Regions from separate parts of the Bombyx mori genome. Here region 1 is linked to region 2. Evidence: chromatin contacts called from public Hi-C data. All regions are on one chromosome and are shown on one strand. Each heading gives the region's core, a stretch centred on a gene start, on an enhancer-like site or on the middle of the called end of the contact. The rest is flanking DNA. Distances are from core to core; before and after follow the strand shown. Region 1 overlaps LOC101741857 (SH2 domain-containing protein 4B). Region 2 overlaps LOC101741857 (SH2 domain-containing protein 4B).

Region 1 (6,763 bases), core at 4,142-6,641, 70 kb after region 2:
TTTACCGCATCACTATTGAAAATATTGTTTTGAGAGAATCGTTTGGTTAGCAACTCGGGTTAACATCACGAGTGCAAACGTTACTTATAAACCATGCCATTAACTTTCAATTCTTGTAACCGTACTCGTCGAACTCGGCAAAGAGTTCGACGTGCAACCTAACCTAAGCATCCGCCCGCTGAGTTTCTCGCCGGATCTTCTCAGCGGGTCGCGATTCCGATCCGGTAGTAGATTCATTCGCGAAGCAGCTACTCTTGAGTTGTTAGGTCTCCCTTGGAGGCGCTCGGGTAGCTGTTAGCAAATCCCGCCCCTTCTGGCTAAGCCCTTGCTCGCCCACCTGTCCTTGTGAAACTGGAAAGACCTCCAAAATAATCCAAAATAATAAATAAATAATCTTTCAATTCTGGTACGAGGTCATTTATTTTTTTCTTCACATTTCAATAATACTTTCAACATGATCGAGTGAACGTTTATTTAATATCTCACTACGCACGATGACCGGTAGCGTTTACTCTGTGTTAATAATTGATTTGTTGAGGTTCTATGCGTCCAAAGGACTTTTCAAAATGATTAGGTTACATACGTAATTGTTTTTATTTCGTTCGAATTGTTTTCGTTTCGATTGACGAATTAACGGTCTGTGGAGTTTAAGAACGCACCTTTATATGATGCGTAAGCCGAAACGCACGAGAGGTGGAAAAAAGAAGATATTCATGTGACACGGGACCTTTTTACCGCCGAAAATACTTAAGACGAAAAAAAAAAAAGTGTATAACTTAGAACTGTGTAAGCCGCTGCAACAATAAAACTCCTATTGTTTTAACTGTGGTGTTAATTACGAGTGATCCAAAAACACAATTTTCCCGCGAAATAAAGAAGGGACTATAAACAGACTCCCTCAGGTCCATCTGAAATTATATACGATAGTAGTTGCGATGTGATTATTGATGTGCGGTTTTAGTATAGAAAAACATCAGCCCACCATTTCCCGTGGGGGTTGTAAACCATACCGACAGATTCACCGGAAAACAGGACGCCTCTGATTAGTATACCAACTTCATCCAATAGCATTTACTGTTGGCTTTCTCGTCGAACCCCTCGGTTGCAACAAAGTGCTCGGCTAGTAAACTAACCCATAGATACAGCCCACTGAGTTTCTCGCCGGATCTTCTCAGTGGGTCGCGTTTCCCATTTAGTGGTAGATTCTGGGAAGGACTGCTTTTGCTAGGGCTAGTGTTTGCAACGCCTCCAAGTTTGAGCTCCGAAAGCTTACCTACACATTAGGGTTACGTTGACATAACTTCTCTAGGCTACCAGCTTAGATAGGTAGTTTAAAAAAAACTGTTGGCATGACGGATTATAAGCCTGCACGGTTAGGTGCCACAATCTTACCTATTTCTGGTGCAAAGCTATCTGAAGGCGGTACAGTCGTTATATAATTGAGGCATAGACCTGATGTCCCAAGGTGGACAGACGCATTAGCTTTGTTGTCTACAACTACACCAGACACCGTACACCCAAAATAACATGTGTAAAGTGTTGTGTTTTTTTTTGCGTGCGGGTGGGTACTCGCTAATTTCTGCCAAAATCGATGCTTTCCGACAAGTCTAAGACAGGAGACGACACAGCATCGTGAAGATGAAACTAGTGGAGCTGGTCACGACCCTCGGACATGCGAAGCACGACCGAAGGAGAAGGATGCAAATTAATTACCCTTATATTTCAGGTACGAAGATGGCAGGCCTGGGACGATAAAATCAGCAAGGACGACATCCAGCCTAAGTTCCAGAAGAACGGGAAGAAGCAGGTCCAGTTCCTTAAAGGAGAAGACGGCGAACCATGGGTATGGAAATCTTAAGTTTTACCGATTTATAATTTTCAGGCCGACCCAAAGTTAAGAGTGATACTTTTTTTTTTTTTTTTATAATATATTGCGCGTTCCCCTGACGAGTAATTGTCAGGGACATTTTTTAGGCTATTTTGCTATTTTTCCAATTATCTTTTTTTTTACTATTTGTAATGTTGGATTCATGTTTCGTTTTCCATAATTATTTAATATTCGTTTCTGTTCCCTTCTTATACTTATACTTTAATTCCCTTATATTTTACCTATATACCTATTAAAGAGTGATACTATGCAAGATATAGTTATCAGACTCAAAGCTAAGAGCGATGTTATGCAAGATAATATAACTTAGCTAAATTATATTAACTGGGTTAGAAAGCAGCTAATATCTTAAGGCTGGTTTTTAATTTTATGTTTCATTAAAGTACAATTTTAAGTTACTCAATAATGAAATGTGTCTCTTTCATGTCTTATTTGTTTTTATTAATATATTTAATGAATATAGACGTGTTAAAAGCACTCTAAAATAAAATTGAATCTTTATTATTTATTTTATTTTATTGCATAGATGGGTGGACGAGCTCACAGCCCACCTGGTGTCAAGTGGTTACCAGAGCCCATAGACATCTACGACGTAAATGCCGCCACCCACCTCGAGATACGAACTCTAAGGTCTCAGTATAGTTACAACGACTGCCCCACCCCTTAAACCGAAACGCATTACTGCTTCACGGCAGGGTGGTGGTACCTCACTGTGCACAATAGGTCCTACGACCAGTAATCTAAAGCGAGGCTATAATTTGTTAAACGATCTGCTTCAGGTTTGGGTTATGGGTGAACATCCAGACGACAAGTCAATAGAGAGCATCCTAGCGGAGGAAGCGAGGCAGCGCGCCCTCGCCCAGGCTCGTGAGGAGGCGCACCAGCTCAGGAAGTCCGTCGAGAAGGAACTCACACAGCTTATCGACTACAAACCTCTAGACAGCTTGGAACAGGTCAGCATAATATCTGAAATGCGTTTATCATAAGCAAAGTTAACGTGATCAGTCACGACCGTTTACAACTAGTGGTAGGATGTCTTGAGAGTCCGCACGGGTGCTTTGGGCGACGTCGACTGTTTACCATTCAGTCTACAGGATCGGTTATGGAAAGATTTAATAGTGTAGTGTAATAGGTTTGTCGAACTGCTCTACTGGAGGTAGGTTATAAACCCACCACCAAAGATCTCCTGCTCTAATCTGGGGTAAATTGGGGCAGCCGTTGTACTATACAATTAGGACTTTGTCACATTTACTGGTGCTAGGACATCTTGTGAGTCCGCACGGGTAGGTACCACCATCCTGCCTATTTCTGCCGTTTTAACTATACTGAGACCTTAGAATTCATATCTCAAGGTGAGTAGCGCATTTACGTTGTAGATGTCTATGGGCTCTATTAACCACTTAACATCATGTGGGCCGTGAGCTCGTCCACCCACCTAAGCAATAAAAAAAAAGATTACCTCGTACGACCTCTTGTGAGTCCGCGCGGGTGGGTACCACCACCCTGCCTATTTCTGCCGTGAAGCAGTAATGCGTTTCGGTTTGAAGGGTGGGGCAGCCGTCGTTACTATACTTGAGACCTTAGAACTTGTATCTCAAGGTGGGTGGCGCATTTATGCGCGGCGATGTGTGCTGCAGGTAAATCGCGTTTTAGAAAGAGACAGACGACATACTTTTTAAATACGAACATGTGAAGTTTCATTGTTTCCTTTCAAAGGGAAGATCTTTTATCGAGATCGGTCGAAAATATTCTGTAGACCGACGGTCCGAATGCTGTTGTTCGAAACTTGTATATATAATGTATAGGCTTATCATGAAAATGATATTGGCACGAGTCAGGCAATTGTCTAATAATGCCTTGTGTTAGCTATCTTTCCACCGATATATACTTCGATGTACTTTTATCAATCTTCATTGATATCGGTCAGTTGTAACTTCAGAATAAGTTGTTTTATTTACAGAAATTCGACCTTTCACCAAAAAGCATAGACCCGCTGGACGACCTGGAGATCTACTGCACAGTCGACGAGCTCCGGCAGCGCATCGAGGCGCTGGAGCCCGAGGTGAAGATCTCGGAGAAGGAGGACCTAAGAAACGAGGACAACATGAAACTGGACCTGAACAAGAACACATTGCATTTCAATTTTATCGAAGGGAAAAGGGATGTTTTGCAGGTTAGCTAGTACATTTGGACGTCATTTCGGATCCTCCTGATCCACTAACGGTGCTTCTAGGTACTTCAAGCACCGGTCATCGTTCTCGTCGAACCCGTCGCTTGCGATGAAGTGCTCGACGAGTAAACCCTCAGACACAGCCCACTGAGTTTCTCGCTGGATATTCTCGGTGGGTCGCGTTTCCGATCCGGTGGTAGATTCTGCGAAGCACGGCTCTTGCCCCTAGCAAGCCCCTAGTTAGCAACGTCATCAGGTTTGAGCCCCGTGAGCTCACCTAATAGTTAAGGCGACGCTGATATAACCTCTCAAGGCTATCAGCTTTGGTGCATCGTTTCTCTCGTAAATAGGACCCAGCTTCTTTTTTTCCGCTAAATTATACCTTAAGGTCAACTTTTCGGCGCGCACTGCAGTACCGTAGGGCTGGTGTAGCCGGTGTGGTGGAGCTCGATGGGGCTTAGTCGGTAGTTGATTTTGCGGGGCGAGTGCCTCGCGCGCCTTTTTCAAGGCGTGGTCTCCTGCGAGGAATACGGGGAGGTGGAGGACCTTGGCCATCCTCGTCTCCCTCTTTCTCTCGGGAGGCGCCGGAGTCCGACATAACCCGGTTCGTTAACCCCCTTGACCGGGTATCCGTAAATGGATTCCCCAGCGTTAAAAAAAAAACCTTTGCCCAATTTGTTACATATGTATCGGCCCACTGTAAAATAAATCATAGTCGATTAATCCTATTCAATCGGTTCACTGCACACGAACTTATGTCATACAACCGTACGGACTCTATTCTTAAACCTGAACAGAGAATTATGGACCAGAGCTTAATTCGACTTTGCTTAGAATAAATGGCGTAGTTTAAGTTAATTTTTTGTGGACCCGCATTCTAAAGCAAAGGTCGACGCTCTTCCGTCTAGCGGAAGGTCATTGAGCTCGCGTGTTTTTATGAATGTTACATTGCGTGCAGTGAAGATTAAATTGAAGATAGTTGGCAATATGTCTGCCTATTTCTGCCGTGAAGTAGTAATGCGTTTCGGTTTGAAGGGTGGGGCAGCCGTTGTAACTATACTTTTCAGGATATTATCAAAATAACCCTTTTACTCATATCTATTCATAAAATATTTATAACTACTGACACCATGCACCCCACGCTTTTTTTACAATTTTCCTTTTTTTCTTACACTATTCTTAATTCAAATTTATTTTCTATTTTTTATAAGAGCGTATTTTTTTTGTTTTTTTTTTTTTAATTGTTATTTAATTTGTATTTATAACAGGATTTAGGCCTCCCGAACAACGAATGCGTGAGTCACCGGGTGGCGGCGTGGGAGCGTCGCGTGGCGGCCGCCCGGGCCGGGGATATCCTGCGCGGGATCCGGGCCAGGAGAGCGAAGACATTACGCGATGCGCAACTACACGCGCACGACGACGAGGCCGCCTGGAGGGAACAAGGTGAGTGAATCGCGTAGTGTAGTTTTACTTCCCTAGGCTGATAGCCTTGAGAGGCTATTTCAGCTTCACCCTAACGTGTGTAGGTGAGCTCACGGGGCTCAAATCGGAGTGTTGCTAACACTGACCCTAGTAAGAGCCGTGCTTCGCAGAATCTACCACCGGGTCGGAATAGCGACCCATTGAGAAGATTCGGCGAGAATCTCAGTGGGCTGTGTTTATTTTTATTGTTTATATGGGTGGACGAGCTCACATCCCACCTGGTGTTAAGTGGTTACTAGAGCCCTTAAACATCTACAACGTAAATGCGCCACCCACCTTGAGATATAAGTTCTATTAGATTAGTTCTATTAGAATTTATTATTCGTATTAGAATAATCTATACTTTTACCTATGCTATATACCTAACCGACGTTAGTAATAAAATACTATATCTATCTAATCTATATTCATCAAGAGCTTGATGGCAGACGATTTTACTGCACAATATAAAGATGAAATTATATAAAACTAGCTGTACTCGCCCACTTCGCTGGGCATTTAAAATTAACATTATTATTTATTGTCACGATTAGGGAGTCTAACACTCATATAAATCTTAACCTATCCATTAAGTACATTTATTTTCTACATGGATACCAAGTTTCAAGTCAATCGGATGCACGGTTCAGTAGTTATAACGGAATATCCGTAATAACTACTGTAGGTTTTTATATTAGTATAGATGATATAAAATAGTAACATGATTTCAATACAGACAGTTTGATGGAAATCAAACGTTATGTTTCTGTCACAGCTAATCGCGAAGATTGATTTTGTACTTTCCGAGAAATATCGTCAACTACATAAAACTATAAACCTTAGATGTTACATGATAAGGCTTTTATTGATCGAAGGCACTTTGGTCTTTTATCTTCCAAGAAACGTGTGAACTCAAAGAGATTCACAGTCTTTATTACAGCAGTAATGCGTTTCGGTTTGAAGGGTGGGGCAGCCGTTGTAACTATACCGAGACCTTAGAACTTATATCTCAAGGGGGTTGGCGCATTTACGTTGTAGACGTCTATGGGCTCCAGTAATCACTTAACACCAGGTGGGCTGTGAGCTCGTCCACCCATCTAAGCAATAAAAAAATATCGTACAAAGACCCATTTTCAATGGAAATCCTACCCTTCACAAACATAATTCCCTCCAAAAATAGCAATTCTTTTCTAATAAGTCCACCAAGTTACAATAGTTTCTGTTTGCGAATATCCATTCTCATC
Region 2 (7,166 bases), core at 3,070-5,569:
ATTAGAATACTTAAATTATACGACTTACAAGTTTCTGAATACGAAACGACAGTAAACTAATAGCCTTATGGTTTGTTATTTGTTGTTCGTATTCGCGGGATATTTTACTCTGAACACATATTATATATGTTATAATATAAACCAAAAGAGTAAACAACGCCAGGCACTACAAGATACAAATTAAAACAAAAATTACGTTTTACAATGAAATTAAATCGACGCGCGCGAATCTCGTTGCATGACGTCACGGGACACCTGCGCTTTCGGGAGCTCCGATCGCATCCGATGACGCCCGAGTGCGACCGAGTGTTGTACGCTACAGCCAAAAGTATGTAAACTGAAAACAATTATTTACCAAAGAAAACATTGCAGTTTCCAAAAGTTAATTTGTGGTAAGACCACAATGAAACGATCAGCATCCGGCAGTTTCTGTGGCGTTTGCTGATAAAAGTGCACATTTTCCATAGCACTTAAGTAAAACTTCTGTAACGTGCAGTTAATTTACGAACGTGATTTTTTTTTATTGCTTATAAGGATGGACGAGCTCACAGCCCACCTGGTGCTAAGTGGTTACTGGAGCGCCACCCACTTTGAGATATAATGAAGTTCTAAGGTCTCAAGTATAATTACAACGGCTGCCCCACCCTTCAAACCGAAGCGCATTACTGCTTCACGGTAGAAACTAGGCGGGGTGGTGGTACCTACCCGTGCGGACTCACAAGAGGTCCTACCACCATTAAAAAAGTTTTTTAGTATTACCGTGTCCAGAACAGCAAACATCCTCTTTAACTTGAGGCCGTTTCCAGAGCGGTTTGTGCACGTTACGACCTTTACGCGAAAGCGCGTCTGCCTATAAAAGCATTAAAAAAAGCACGTTTGAATTGCTTACCCGCTGCGTATGCCCGTTTCTTTGAAACATATAAGAGCAAATCCCCTTGAACTATTGATGCACAAGTAGGTACATATAGGTATGTTACTAGCCAGTTGTTCCGAGTGCATCGACGCGTGTTTCCACAAACGTAAGGTCTCTACCAAGGCCTCTGCGGCAGACTGATTGTCACGCGACATGACGAGTTTTTTCTAAGGTATTTTAATTGAATTACTGTCACGGCTTATGCGCGCATCTTTGTTGATTTTATACCAGTTTCATCCTTTTGTAGTTTCTGTGTTATTTATTCATGTTATGTCTTGTAGTTGAGTAGTATCCTTTTATTATGATCCTTTGTTTTGAAACAGTAATAATGTTGTTTCATGTGACTGACTTATATTTATAGGTACTATTTTATTATTCACCTGATTATATTTATGAGTTTACGTGTTTATACCAGAAAAAATAATTGTTTGTTCGGGAAAAATATATGGGTTTAGATGTCATAATTGAATACGATTCGAAGACAATAGAATTAAATCTTATTTGGATCAGAGCGGAGTCAACATATTACATCGCTAGTCCTAAACACGTCATTTTGGATCCTCCTGATTCACTAACGGTGCTCAAGTACCGGTCGCCGTTTTCATTGAACCCGTCGCTTGCGACAAAGGGTTCGGCGATTATATTAACATAAAACGTAAACATAGACACAGCCCACTGAGTTTCTCGGCGGATCTTCTCAGTGGGTCGCGTTGCCGATCCGATGGTAGATTCTGCGAAGCACGGCTCTTGTTAGGGCTAGTGTTAGCAAATTCACCATGTTAGAGTCCCGTGAGTTCACCTACTCGCCCGGAGAATCTAATATAATCCCTCGAGGTTACTACAAGAGGTAGGAAAAAATACCACTAACAGGTCGCTTTTTAACATGAGCTCTGTGTCGTGTTAAAATGCATAGCGCGCACAGCTTCCAGTTCACTGGTCGCTCCGAACCGGCTCACCAAGTCTGGGTAGGGCTGAGCGTGAAATCTCTTCCTACCCTTAGTTCAACGATGACTGATCAGTGCGGAGGCAGAAGATAGCCCTTATATTCCGTCGCCTTCTTCCAAGAGATCTTCTTTGTCTCCACCTTACCTTCGTGGGGTCGGCACAGCTAATTTTTCTATTCCATTCTCTTCTATCAGCCGTCAGCTAAGCACTCATTCCTCTCTCTCTCTCATATCGTCATTCACACACTCCATCCATGTCTTCTTCAGTCGACCTCTTCCCCCCCTCCCCACCTCCCCCACATGTCCATACCACGCTAACCGTTAGCTTTTTAACTTGTTAATCACTGGGGCTACTTTCACACTTCCTCTGATATATGAGAGAAGATTCCAAGAGATGATGATGACTGACAATAATAGTCTTGTTTCGCTTTATAGAACTCGTCACGTCACACACCAGCGAAGTTCGGCTGCTTCGACAACCCAACGTACGTGGTATCGCGGTACTCGCGATCTCTGTCTACTGTCTCTGATTCTTACTCAAAGTATAGTTAAACAATTTATTTTTATTTTTTATTCCTTAGATGGGTGGACGAGCTCACGGCCTACCTGGTGTTAAGTGGTTACCGGAGCCCATAGACATCTATACCATAAATGCCGCCACCCACCTTGAGATATAAGTTCTAAGGTCTCAGTATAGTTACAAAGTCTACGAAATGTTGATATTTTTATTGTTTTTTCGTTCACGACAGATTCGCTGACTGTTTCTATTACGGCCACGGAAGCGGTGTTGGTATATGTCGTTAGGTGTTTTTTGGAAGCGCTTGGGTAGCTGTTAGCAAATCCCACCCTCCTAGCTGAGCCTTTGCTCGCTCACCTGCCCTGATAAAACTGGAAAGGCCTCCGGGCCACCAGTAACTTCTCAAACATAAACAAACAAACAATATATTTTAGTCCGATTTGAAAAATAGTCGTTTTGATTCTATATACAAATTGCAGTGTCAATTTTTTATTTTATTTTTCACACACCGACAAGAGCCTGTACCTGTTTTTGAGTTTCGGAAACTGGGTCGCAACGTGTCCGATCATCAAACAATCTCAGCTACGTTAGGGCTGTTAGTTTTGTTAAATTTATTATAATAATTTGCAAAATTATTGCTGAATCAGTACGGAACATACATTGTGTCTATAGACAGAGTCACACACATTAATATATTTATATCTAGCGGTGGAAGGCTATTTGGCTTAAGCGATATTTTAGCAACGTCGTTGTAGTAAACTTCTGGGGAGGTCCATAACCAGCAGCTGACATCTATGCTGATTATGATGATAGTAATTCTTTAAAAAAAAGTACTAAAATTTTTTTTTGTCATAAGTACATTATGCACAAAAACTGTCCTATTTTTTAATATTATTCTTATTTAACACTAGCTGATTCCCGCTATGCTACCCGCGGTTATTGTCGTACCGCGGGTGACGCCGCGGGGCGAAGCTACTCTAAAAAAAGTAGCCTAAGTTACTCTTTATATCATCAGCTACCTATCAGTGGAAGTTCCGTCAGAATTGGTCCGGCCTTCCAGAGATTAGCCGGAACAAACAGACAGATCGACAAAATTTAAAAGAAATGTTATTTTGGTATATGTACTGTGGTATACATACTTACGCATTTAGTAAAAGTGGTTATTTTATTAATACAAACAGACATTCACTCGTGCTTAAGTTGTCTTTCATACATTCCGCAATTTACGAATAAAATTGAATACAAATCAATACATGAAGTCCTATTTGTGGCAGCCCTGTGTATCTCGGCGTGAGGTCGCGCATCGGGGCGCACTTCCAACATGATTAATGTACGTTCCTCCATTATGTTACAGATTATAAAATGACTGTAATTGCGCATCCGCTTCCGCTTTGTTCTTTGACGCATAGATTTCGTAATTTGTTTTTTTTTTTTACTATGTAGTAAATGTCAATCATAATCGTAATTAGAATATTGTTCGTAATGTATTTTTTTTTTGTGAATTGAATGTCGCTGACGGAAGGCGATGATAGTTTGTGACAAATAGGAGGCGTTAAGCTGTCGTGGGTTCTGTTTTGAAGAATGAGACAGCCGACACAAGACTTTTACTCCACGTGCCAAGGTTTCATTCAAGGTGAAGCAAAGTACCTAGCCATTGACGTGAGCTTGAGTACACTTTTATAACAAAAATAGGTTCTTGTGCCTATTTCTGGAATTTCCTTTTTCTATCGTCTCTCCTCTTAGGTTTATTCACTTCAAATAAAATAATAATATGCTCAAATCTAGCCATTCATTGGTCTTGTTTTTTAGGGTTAAGTCTTTTGTTTCACTCTTAGATATAATAACACTTGACTTTTGTTTTGTTAGAACGCAATATATGAACAATTCCTTAACTACAGTTCCATTTCAGTATGTCACCGATACTTCCTTTACGTTTAATTTGTCGTTAATAACAACAAATGTTTTTTTTAAATTTCATTGCATTCGTGTACTAAATAAGGTTCATTTTAGAATGTATTCTATTGGTTCCGATGCTTTTTCAAAATAAACGAGAAATACAAATACATTTTCAATTTTAGAATAAAAGTAGTACAAGTTGTAACAGCCTGTATAAGTATGTTGACACAAGTGTTACTTACCTCATAGGTATTTCAAGTTTACCTTACTGTTTCGAAAAGCTATTTTGCACTGTTTGTGATTGGCGCTTGAGTCGTTTTGTTGATTTCGGACGTGTTATCTGTATCTTCTGTCTCAGTTCTGTTTTGAGAAGGGAATTGCGTAAATAAAATATCTAATTATGATTGAATTAAATTTACATTTAACGTTCTTATCACACAATATAAAGTGCGTCAGATGATTAATTTATGACTTCCTTCTATTTTACAATTGACATAATAAACCAAGCTGTTATCAACTAAGCAATATACGGTCGAGAAAGCTGATTCTATTCTGCACTATTATATTATAACTAGCGACCCGCCCTCGCTTCGCTTCGGAAACATTAAAACACACATGAAACAAACAAAAAAATTAAAAAAAGTAGCCTATGTTCATCAGGAACAATGTCGGCTTCTAATGGAAAAAGAATTTTTCAAATCAGTCCAGTAGTTTCGGAGCCTATTCGAAACAAACAAACAAACAAATCTTTCCTCTTTATAATATTAGTATAGAGTATAGATTTACGTCAGATGTGGTCGTTTAGGATGCAGCCAGGCAGTTGTTCACAAAATAAGGCTGAACTGCAACTTCATACGTTATTTGGGGTTAAAATAAATGGCGAGATAACGTTATATCAAAAATTAATACACAACAATTTGGGACATGTCAAATCGTTGTGTTTATGTTATTGTTACGCCGGTAAGAATAACGCCATCTTTCATCAAATAACAGAAATATCAAAATGCCCTATCGGGGAATTTCTCTGTTATTGTCGTCTTGTCGTGGAAGCGTTGCAGAGATGACATGAAGGCAGTTAGTATTCGAAGCGAAACAGCGAACGGATCACCTGAAGCGAAGCGGAAGAAGCGAATTGAGAATTTTAAAGTGTTCTAGTACTTAATAGTCTTTATTTGTACTTCGGTGAAAGTTTTATTTCTCTTCACTCGCGAAGCCACTGCCTTTGAAGCAGCCACCTCTCTGGGAGTTAGAGGCAGGACTTTTCCTTCTGTTAGGAAGGAATAGGGAGCTAGCTGTTGGCTTTACTAACAACTACCCTCCAATCCAAAAAAAAAGTTTCGAAAGAGGATATTAACTGAGTTAATGCTCTAAGTGCGTTACCTGGATACATTTACAAATTCAGCGAAAACGCGTTTGTTGTTTTATCATTTCGATGTAATCTCACGATTGCTACCTTCTTTTTTTTTTATACAGTTACCTAGTTCAGAAAATATTACCGACTAGCGACCCACCCTAGCTTCGCTTCGGAAACATTAAATTTTATTATTGAGAGTTGAGTCCCGTGATGTTACCCGCGGTTATTTTCATACCGCGGGTGACGCCGCGAAGTTAGTCTAAAAAAAGCCTAAGCTAGCCTAAGTTACTCCTTATATCATCAGCTACCTGTCAGTGAAAGTCCCGTCAAAATCGGTCCAGCCGTTCCAGAGATTAGCCGGAACAAACAGACAGACAGACAGATAGACAGAGGAAAATTGTAAAAAATGTTATTTTGGTGTATGTATCGTATATTATATTCATATGCATGTAATAAAAAGCGGTTATTTCAATATTACAAACAGACGCTCCAATTTTATTTATATGTATAGATACAGTTTATTTGGTCAAAATCGATTGTTCATTCTAGAAAACGCATACACGTACATAGAAAGTGCAAAGCGTTATTAAAGCACAACACAAATTCAAAAAGTGCATCGTAACGAGAAAATTTTGCATTGTTCGAAGCGAAAGTGTACTTACATCACGAAGTGTAATGTTAATTAAAATTAATTATCTGTACGTTCAATTTGTAGTCAGTGTGCTTAGTGCGCGTTTTTTAACGTTCTCGTTAGCGTAAAAGTTAGTTCATGTAGTTTGTATGGAATGGGATCGTTTGCGTACGTTTGCCGCTAGGGGCGCTGTTCCAACTGCATACAAAATTGGGTTAACTTTTACGCTATCGAGAACGTTAAGAAATTCACACTAAGTAAGCACACTGTATAGGTTGCTACAACTCTGTTCCGCTGCGAAAATATCGACATCTCTTAATTGCTCATTTTAGAATTAAATAGACATTTAAATTTTTCGATTGGTGCGATTTTTATTATCGGGCTGGCAACATAGCCTTTAAAGCCTCCGGGTATCACCATTCTCCCCACTTCTGCTATTATTATGATAAAAATAGTGAAATCATTGATTATACACAAAACAATTGTTTTTATGGATTCGTGATCTATCTCGCGCCGCTCTGGTGTTTAGTGAATACCACAGCCCATAGACGTCTGTCGCATTAATACCGCCCCCGTCTTGGGACAGGAGGTAAACATTTTATTTGCATAATATACCAACTGTCAAACCCTTCGAACCAAAATCTGTGACTGCTTTGGAGCAGAAATAGGAAAAATTGTGGTATCTATTCGCGTGGGCTTACAATACTGTGTGCTGATTGCGAGTTTTTTTATGTAGCGTTGCCGCTAGGGGCGCTGTTCCAACTCCATACAACTTTGAGTTAACTTTTACGCGATCGAGAAAGTTAAAAAATGCGCTCTAAGCACACTGAACATAAAGCCGACAATAAATACGTAAAGATATACTATTCGTTGCATTTAAGGAACGGGCAATGCTACAAATCTACAATAAA

The links. Hi-C and Micro-C count contacts between places; a contact is called where the count stands out from the background.
Region 1: a Hi-C map of midgut shows a contact between it and region 2, with 2.5 times the contacts expected there. The contact joins two enhancer-like sites. A contact is called at or near these places in 2 of 7 Hi-C or Micro-C datasets (midgut and whole pupa).

Annotation. Positions count from the first base shown.
Region 1 is chr3:12,473,355-12,480,117 of ASM3026992v2, forward strand. LOC101741857 (SH2 domain-containing protein 4B) reads left to right here. Exons shown (of 11, transcript XM_012688864.4): 4 at 1,727-1,843; 5 at 2,668-2,841; 6 at 3,849-4,061; 7 at 5,327-5,501. Among protein-coding and RNA genes, the nearest start is that of LOC101741709, 49 kb to the right of the region's middle. Within about 2 kb of position 5,392, at least 3 of the 8 cell types and tissues checked have open chromatin away from gene starts, as enhancers often do.
Region 2 is chr3:12,404,687-12,411,852 of ASM3026992v2, forward strand. The region is part of intron 1 of LOC101741857 (SH2 domain-containing protein 4B); the gene reads left to right. Among protein-coding and RNA genes, the nearest start is that of LOC101741857, 16 kb to the left of the region's middle. Within about 2 kb of position 4,320, at least 4 of the 8 cell types and tissues checked have open chromatin away from gene starts, as enhancers often do.